Regions from separate parts of the Hordeum vulgare genome. Here region 2 is linked to region 1. The links are chromatin contacts, called in public Hi-C maps. All regions are on one chromosome and are shown on one strand. Each heading gives the region's core, a stretch centred on a gene start, on an enhancer-like site or on the middle of the called end of the contact. The rest is flanking DNA. Distances are from core to core; before and after follow the strand shown.

What was found. A called contact is a pair of places that touch in the nucleus more often than the background predicts.
Region 2: a Hi-C map of leaf shows a contact between it and region 1, with 5 times the contacts expected there. The contact joins the promoter of LOC123452834 here to the promoter of LOC123395280 in region 1. A contact is called at or near these places in 5 of 6 Hi-C or Micro-C datasets (leaf and seedling) and 1 of 1 datasets of contacts at active chromatin or transcription factors (embryo).

The regions. Positions count from the first base shown.
Region 1 is chr5H:321,368,814-321,372,738 of MorexV3_pseudomolecules_assembly, reverse strand. LOC123395280 (bifunctional epoxide hydrolase 2) reads left to right here and starts at 1,654. Exons shown (of 6, transcript XM_045090256.1): 1 at 1,654-1,931; 2 at 2,159-2,630; 3 at 2,731-3,073; 4 at 3,263-3,361; 5 at 3,441-3,561. The coding sequence starts at 1,772.
Region 2 is chr5H:321,535,726-321,539,650 of MorexV3_pseudomolecules_assembly, reverse strand. LOC123452834 reads right to left here and starts at 1,914. Exons shown (of 1, transcript XM_045129557.1): 1 at 1-1,914. The coding sequence starts at 1,331. The coding sequence ends at 396.

The DNA of each region.
Region 1 (3,925 bases), core at 405-2,904:
TTTTTTTTAATGTAAAAGCACTTTTTTTTGAACGTTGGCAGGAGAACTGCCAAATTCATTGATCATAAGTTGAGTAACAAGAGCCCTCCAAAGGAGGAAAGCACAACAAAAAGGCTAGTGCAGAAGGAAAATAAAAGAAAAATCCCGCCGACACCAACACAAATCCATGCTCCGCCAACAACCGTGCACACCGTCGGAATCCATTGATGAGGTCACCAAGATGACGCCTCTAAGAAGGAATTGGTATCAGGAACACCACCGTCATCCAATCTGACTCCGCCAGATCTAAGGTTTTCACCCGGAGACCTCAGCCATGAGGTAGGAAGAACAATGAGCTCCACGAAGACACCTCCAAGAAGGAAGACGACATCCATAAATATCATTACCGTCGGCATCGACGAGGTCGATGCAGGATTTTCATCCGGAGCCAAGTCTTCCACCAATCATCCAGGATCCGAGACCTACCCAGCGCCACCGAGCAGGATGGGGCCAAGCACACACTACCAGGCACGTAATCATAGCCGCCGCACGCAGAACTAGGCGAGCACACACCAATCTGACCGGTCAGCACCGCCGCTTGCATGACCTGGGCGAACCAAGTCGGCTTCGGCCATCCTCAGGCTCCGTGCGCAGATGTGGGTGAGAATTCGCACCGCGACGCTTCAGAAAAGACCGGAGAAGAACCAAAACCGACTCGCCCGCACCGCCGAGTGCCCAAACAGAGCGAAAAACCACGTCAAAGCCAACATGCTCACACCACCGCGCGCTAGGACTGGACCTTTGTGTTGGATCTGGTCTGCCCGACCCTCCCCAAGCACCAACAGACTGGACGGCGCCCCTGCTCCATGAGCTGGACGTGCACACGCATGAAGGGGGGAGCCCACCAGCATCCACCGCCACAACCAGTACTCCAACCATCATCCAGGCGCCACCAGCCGACGAGATTTGACGCGTCCGTCGGGAGCCCCTGACCGCCGTGGCGCCAACCTCCTCCCGCGCCACCACCCAGCAGATCCGCGCAGGGGCGCTGACCACGCGCATCCCGCATCCCGCGCGCTGCAAAGCCGCTCCGAGAGTAGTGCGTGGGCGCCATGCACAGACGCCATCTCCGACAAGCCGCCCGCTGCGCGCCTATGGTCACCATCGCGCCCACCTGCCACAACCCCGCAACCTCCAACACGCGATCACCGCGCCCAGGCGCGCACCAATTCCAACCCGCTGCGTTAGCCGGCTCGAGCTCTCCGCGCCATCCCACGCTTCTCCTTGGTCGGGCAGCCCCGCACAACCCATGCCTCGCGAGAGGGACGAACGAAGTGGCTCGTCGCCGCTGACGCCGCGCAGGCTTTGCCCGGCGGCAGCGAGGGGGGAGGGGAGGACTCGGGAGGGGTGGTTGGCCCGGCCGCTAGGGTTTCGCCCGGGTTGCCCGCCGGGAAAGACACGGGCGCTCTCATAAAAACATTTTCTAAAAATGTACTCTCTTCATCTAAATAATTATAGTTAGAAAAAACTAATTACTGATTTTCGCCGGCTACAATTATTTAGGATCTTCTCATGTATAATCGATGCTCTAAACTCGGTCGGCACAAGAGCCAAATTTTGAAATAGGGGCAACCTACCATAGCATTGACACATCGCTAGCTCGCGGATTACAGCCCCGGCCGTCGTGCCACTGCCGGCGGCCCCCACGCAATCCACGCTAAGCTTTCGCCGACTCCTTCCAGCCAACGATCATCCGCCCGTCGGCTTCCCGCGCCGAGCGGGGCCTGATCAGATGCTGATGCTCATCTCCCTCCGACCCCCGCCGCCCGCCGCCGCACACATTCTCCCCGCCGCCGCCGCCGTCGCCGCGCAGATCCGTCCTCCACTTCTCCGCACTCGCCGCACGGCCGGTCCTCCCCCGCCTTCAGCCGCCGCCGCCGAGTTCCCTGCCGGTAACTTTCTTTTCTTGCATTGGGAGTGAAAGATTTCACATTACCATAGGAGATGCTTCAAATTGGTGCTCTGAAAAAAGAGGTTGTGGTGTTCTTCTTGTTGGAGCAAAAAATTGGGATCATTGCGCTAGAAAGTGGTTCGAAATTGCGAATATCATTTTTTCCCCTCCGAGTGGCTGAACTTTCCCCAAACACAAGCACGCACTAAACCCCCGAAGCAAATGCAGGATCGGTTCCGGACAGCGGTACGCAGATGCCGCCGCGCCGCCGCCGGCTCGTGGCCGGCATCGACCAGGACGACCTCCTCGACCCTGACGCGCTCGCGGATCCTGACAGCAGCTTCTACGAGATCAACGGCGTCAGGGTCCACCACAAGGTCTGCGCCCATGACGAGGACGAGGATTCCGGCGACCAGTCCTCGGGCTCCGAGGTCGCCAGGAGTCAGGTCGGGCTGCCCATAGTGCTGCTGCACGGTTTCGGGGCGTCGGTGTTCTCCTGGAGCCGCGTCATGCGGCCACTCGCCCGCATCGCCGGCGCCAAGGTTCTCGCCTTCGACCGGCCGGCGTTTGGCCTCACCTCCCGGGCCAGATGGTCTGGCGATGACACCAAGCCTCTCAACCCTTACTCCATGGCCTTCTCGGCCATGGCCACACTGGCATTCATAGACCAACTCGGTGCTGGGAAGGCCGTCCTTGTTGGGTACAGATGCAGACTCTGCACTGCATTTTCCGTATCACTGCATCGCTAGTTTGTTTGATGAGGGACACTGAGATTAACGTTCCGGTTTGGATCATCCCAGGCACTCTGCCGGCTGCCTCGTTGCAGTGGAGGCGTACTTCGAGGCACCCGAGCGGGTGGCAGCGCTAGTGCTGGTTGCACCGGCGATTTTCGCGCCGGGTTTCGGGAGGAAGGGTGAGAAAGAAAACAGCGTAGGGGAGCAAGAAGGGGCAGACAAGAAGGATTCTGATGATAACAATGCAACACCAAATCCATTTGCTAGGATATGGAGAGGGTTTCTTGGCATGTGTATGTGGCTTGCAGGGCCTGTTCTGAAGTTGGCCATGGCAGTACAGGATACGGTCAGAGCTTTGTCTCGTAAGCTTCTTGTGGCTTTTCTACGATCTTCACTGGCAGCGAGCCTGGTACGTTGCTCTTTCCTGGCTCACCACTAACTAAAACACCAAATTTAGGGCCCTGAAAAACCCACCAAATTTAGAATTTACTCCCCCCGTTCCTAAATTCTTGCCGTGGTTTTAGTTCAAATTCTTAAATAGTCAAAATAGAGATACTTCTAGTTCCTGCAACTTTTGTGGTTCCATTCCTTTTCATAGGTGAGATTTATCATGGATAAATTCGGCGTAACGGGCGTTCGTAATGCATGGTATGACCCAAGCAAAGTAACTGATCATGTCATTCAAGGCTACACCAAGGTGAGTTCTCTGTAGGAAAATACACCAAGTGAGAAAGACCTACTCATACTCATATTGTTGTTCAAGGAATTTCTTTCAGCCACTAAGATCCAAGGGATGGGAGACAGCTCTCTTGGAGTACACTATATCCATGATCACAGATTCTTCACCAAAGTCAAGAGTGCCAGTCTCGAAGAGGCTCTCTGAGATCTCATGCCCAGGTTCAACTCTATGTTTCTTCTAATGGGCATCTTATCCTTATCTATGTACTCCCTCCGTTTCGAAATATAAGACCTTTTAAAAATTTGACTATAGACTACATACGGAGTAAAATGAGTGAATCTACACTCTAAAATATGACTACATACATCCGTATGTAGTATATAGTGAAATCTCTACAATGTCTTATACTCCCTCCGTCCCAAAATAAGTGTCTCAACTTTGTACTAGCTCTAGTATAAATTTGTACTAAGCTTGAGACAGTTATTTTGGGACGGAGGGAGTATTTAGGAACGGAGGGAGTATAATTCAGTGCTACTGCTGGACTTAATATGTGCACTGATTTATCATTATCAGTCCCTAGAA
Region 2 (3,925 bases), core at 665-3,164, 170 kb before region 1:
CGTTTGCAGTGAGTGTTACCCAGCTTTACCACTAACCTACTTCCTCTGAAATACAGCGTCCCAAAAAAGTTTGCGGGATTCCAAATCTGACTTGATAAATTCACTTCTCCATTGTTTTGGAGATGAAGAGAGGTCCTTAGCATGAACATGGCAACTATGAATACCAATTATAGCCATCGAATGAAAATTAACCTTCGAAATAGACCCACCAAAAGAGTGCCTTAGCACACAAGGGCAGGAGCTGAGCCCTGACTTCAGTAATTAGCAACACCGACGGAACACTTGCCACCTTCAACCACCTGATAGACAAATTCCATGCCTCCGGCTCCGGGCATAAATAGTACTAGATGCTTGTTAGTGACGGTTGAACTCTGCAGAAAATCGAACAAAACAAACTATGCAGCATACTCGCTCTCGATCACCGGCTTTGTTCGTGTCCACAACGCTACAGGTGCTTGTGCCCGCCCAACCTGCGCCATGCGCAATGTCTCCCCAACCTCTGAATTCCGCTCCATCACCTCCAACTTCTTGGCCCTTTTATGCCTCACCAGACACAGAAGAACTGAAGATAACAGCCCCAATGCTATGGCGCCCCCAACCACGGCAACGGCAACCTTCCAAGCCTGCGAGTCCCCCTTCGTGCGACCTCCGGCAGCCGGTATCGGCGGGGCAATTGCGCCGGGTGGCAATGGAGCCGGAGCACCCTCACTGGAGTTCACCACTATCGAGAAGTGCCCTTGGCGATACGTAGCACACACGTTGCCTGCCTCTGGGCCCCGGAACTGCGGCACACCGTCCAAGTCAAACCACACACACCGTGGTGCTGGGCCGCCTGACGGCGCCGCCATGGCATTGCTGAAATTTACAAGAATCGGGCTTCCTGAGGCGACGATGTTCAGCTCCGGCAACCCCACTGCCGAAAGGTTGACAGCATCATAGGCCAGCAGCCCAAGCACCGGCGAGAGGTAGGTGTGTCCGGGGGGAGGCGGGTAGTAGTGCTGCGACCAATTGCCCAGGTCGTGGTACACGAGCACCATCCTCTCCACGCGCCGCTGCGCGATGACGCCGGTGGGCAGGCCGAACTGGAAGTACTGGGACAAACCTTTCCTCCGGAGGCTGCCGCTGCGCAGGCGGAGCGCGGACACCGAGACGCCAGCGAGGTTGCCGGGGACGGTGGCATTGTAGACAATGCCGGTGCGCGGCCGGACGAGGGCCCGGTACGCGTACTCCTGCAGCATTGCGTCCAGGGCCCTCGCCGGCTGCTGCGCCGCAACCGGAGAAGAGCGCAAGAACAGCAGTTGGAGGAGGCAGACGCATACGAGGAAATCCATGGGCACCACGGCTCCGCCAGGATTTCAAGAGTGGTGAGAAAGCCGGCAGGGCGGGAGGCAAGCTCGAGAAGAAGAGTCAGGAGGATCCGCTCGTCATCCACTAACGCGGCAAAGATTGGCGCGCGTACGAGAATTACCACCTCCGCCTCTTAACTCGGGGGAACAAGGACGAGATTCGGGGCGGGGAACCTTGGGATTCTCCACAAGGACGCGCATTTACTGCACCCACCCCGCACGGGCGGGCCAGCTCTCTACGGAGCAATCTCGAGCGCAGAGCAATGGAGATGGAAGCTACGACGGGACAAAGACAGGACTTGAAAACAAGATTGGATTGTTTAAATATACTAGTACCTATTTTTTTACCCCCGAGAGAGTAAGAACAGGCTCTGGAATTGGTAGGGAATGAGCAGCGAATCAATCTCGGAGGAATCAGAGCGGAGAGACCGGTGGCCACGGGATTTGGGACGATTGCAACGCGGGGGAGCAGGAGGGGAAGAGGGTTTGGGGATTGAGATCGAAAGGAGAAGAGAACGGGGGAGTGAAGTGGAGGAGCGGAGAGAATTCTTGGTGAGGGTCATAGTGGGAATTTACAAAAAAAATTAGAGGTTTAGTGGGAATTAAAGACGCGAGGCATACAGCTGTCACGGCACGGGAAGTTACCCTTCTGCCCCTACGAGGCTGAGCTGCGTGTAGCGCACTGTCTCCGCTGGCTGATGTGCTTGTCCATGTCCAGGGTGTCCTCTTCCGTAACGTTTGGATTATTCTGAGGGGCTTTCTTCAGTTTGTTGCATGTAAAACATGCTCTCCTGCTGTAAAGGAGAGGCATCGGTTCCATCACAAGGTCAATGGCAGGTGGGGCCCACCATCCAGTCACAACCTGCCACCATAAAAATAGTAAAAGGGAAACTTTAGGGCCGGGGAGCCAGCCGAACCCTCAGTCGATCGCGTGCGAGCCTTACCATCATTTTTCATGACGCGTCACGAAAGTTTTTTTTTTTTTGAGAAACGGAAGCGCTTCTTAAATCGTTTTCTCCACGTGCATCACGAGAGCGCTCCTCGAATCGTTTTTTCCACGTACACCTTCTTCTTCTTCTTCCCTACAACTCCGCAACTGCTCCTTTTCTCCTATCTTCGCCGTCACACGTAGCGGGCCGCCATGACGTGCCCTTGCTGATAGGGCAAGCCACGACGGGGGCGAAGAAGACAACATGACACACAAGTCACGACGGGAAGAGTTGCAAGAGGACGTGTGCGACGTTAGTGACCATCGGTGACGCGCAACCAGCCATGGTGAGCGACCAACCATGGCGTGCGACAATGGAAATATTGTTGGAACCATTCATTTCTAAAGCCGAGGGCTGTTACATCCGACGGCGAGGGATCTTACAACCGACAATTTTTTTGTTAGAACCAATTACATGATTTGGTCACTGATTTTTTTTATTTGCTGCAAATAGTGTTTTGATTTGCTATTACTAGTGTTTTCATTTGCTACTACCGGCGACAACCTTTTTTTGCGACATAATTGGTGAAGATGATGCAACCTTGATGACGGGTGAAAAACGTTTTTTTGCTGCAAACCATGATGTTTTTTGCTACCACCAGCTGCAGGGGGAGATCTCCATAATATAAATCATCAATGTGCATTTGCAGTCCAAAGCAAATTCCTCAATCATGCACATCTTGAGGGGAGTTTCTCCATATCTTGCAATCAAATTCCTCAAACTCTCTACTTACACTTCATATTTTTATTTCTGTTGAAAACTTAACATATTTGTCATCAACCACCAAAAAGGGGGAGATTGTAAGTGCATCTAGTGTCCCTTAGTGATTTTGGTGGATTGAAGACTTACAGGTTAAGAGACCGATATGTTTGTGAGTGTATACATGCTCTATAAGTCGCTGAGGAGTTTGAGTTATTCGAAGAATATCGACCCCTAAAACTGTATGTCTTCGGGTGAAGACTTTGGTCTTTCCTTGAAGACTTTGATAGCGAACACATTGCTATTCCTCATGAAGACACTGAAGATGAGGAATTCGGTGTGTCCAGAAGAAAATGCTCTGAAGACTTTGAAGCTTGAATATTTACTCTTTTTGTTTCATTTTCTTCATTCTTGAGTCATAGGAACACCATACTATTAAAGGGGGTCAAGGTAATACTAAGGAAAGATTTCCTCATGATGCTCAACTCAAACCTACACATACCAAATCCTTCAAGTGAGGAACATGAGAGACATGAGGACTTTCACAGTTGAAAGTTCCGATCGTTGCCGCGTTGCGCGCCACCTGTCCCCAATCCTATCGACACAACGGTCATATCATTGTGGGCAATAATGTCATATCATGTCGGGATGCTCCCAGGTTATAAATAGCCACCCCACAACCACTAGTTGGCTGGCTGCTTCGAGAGAAATTGATACTTGTCATATAAAGCAACCCAATTCCTCGAGGACTTTGAGCAAAAATCATCAAGTGAGGAAAAACTCCAAACACCCAAACCAAAACCCAAAACCCAAAGTGATTGAGCACCACTGAAGAGATTGTTCCTGTATGGAACCGACACTTGTTACCTTTTGTTAGAGCATATATCTCCA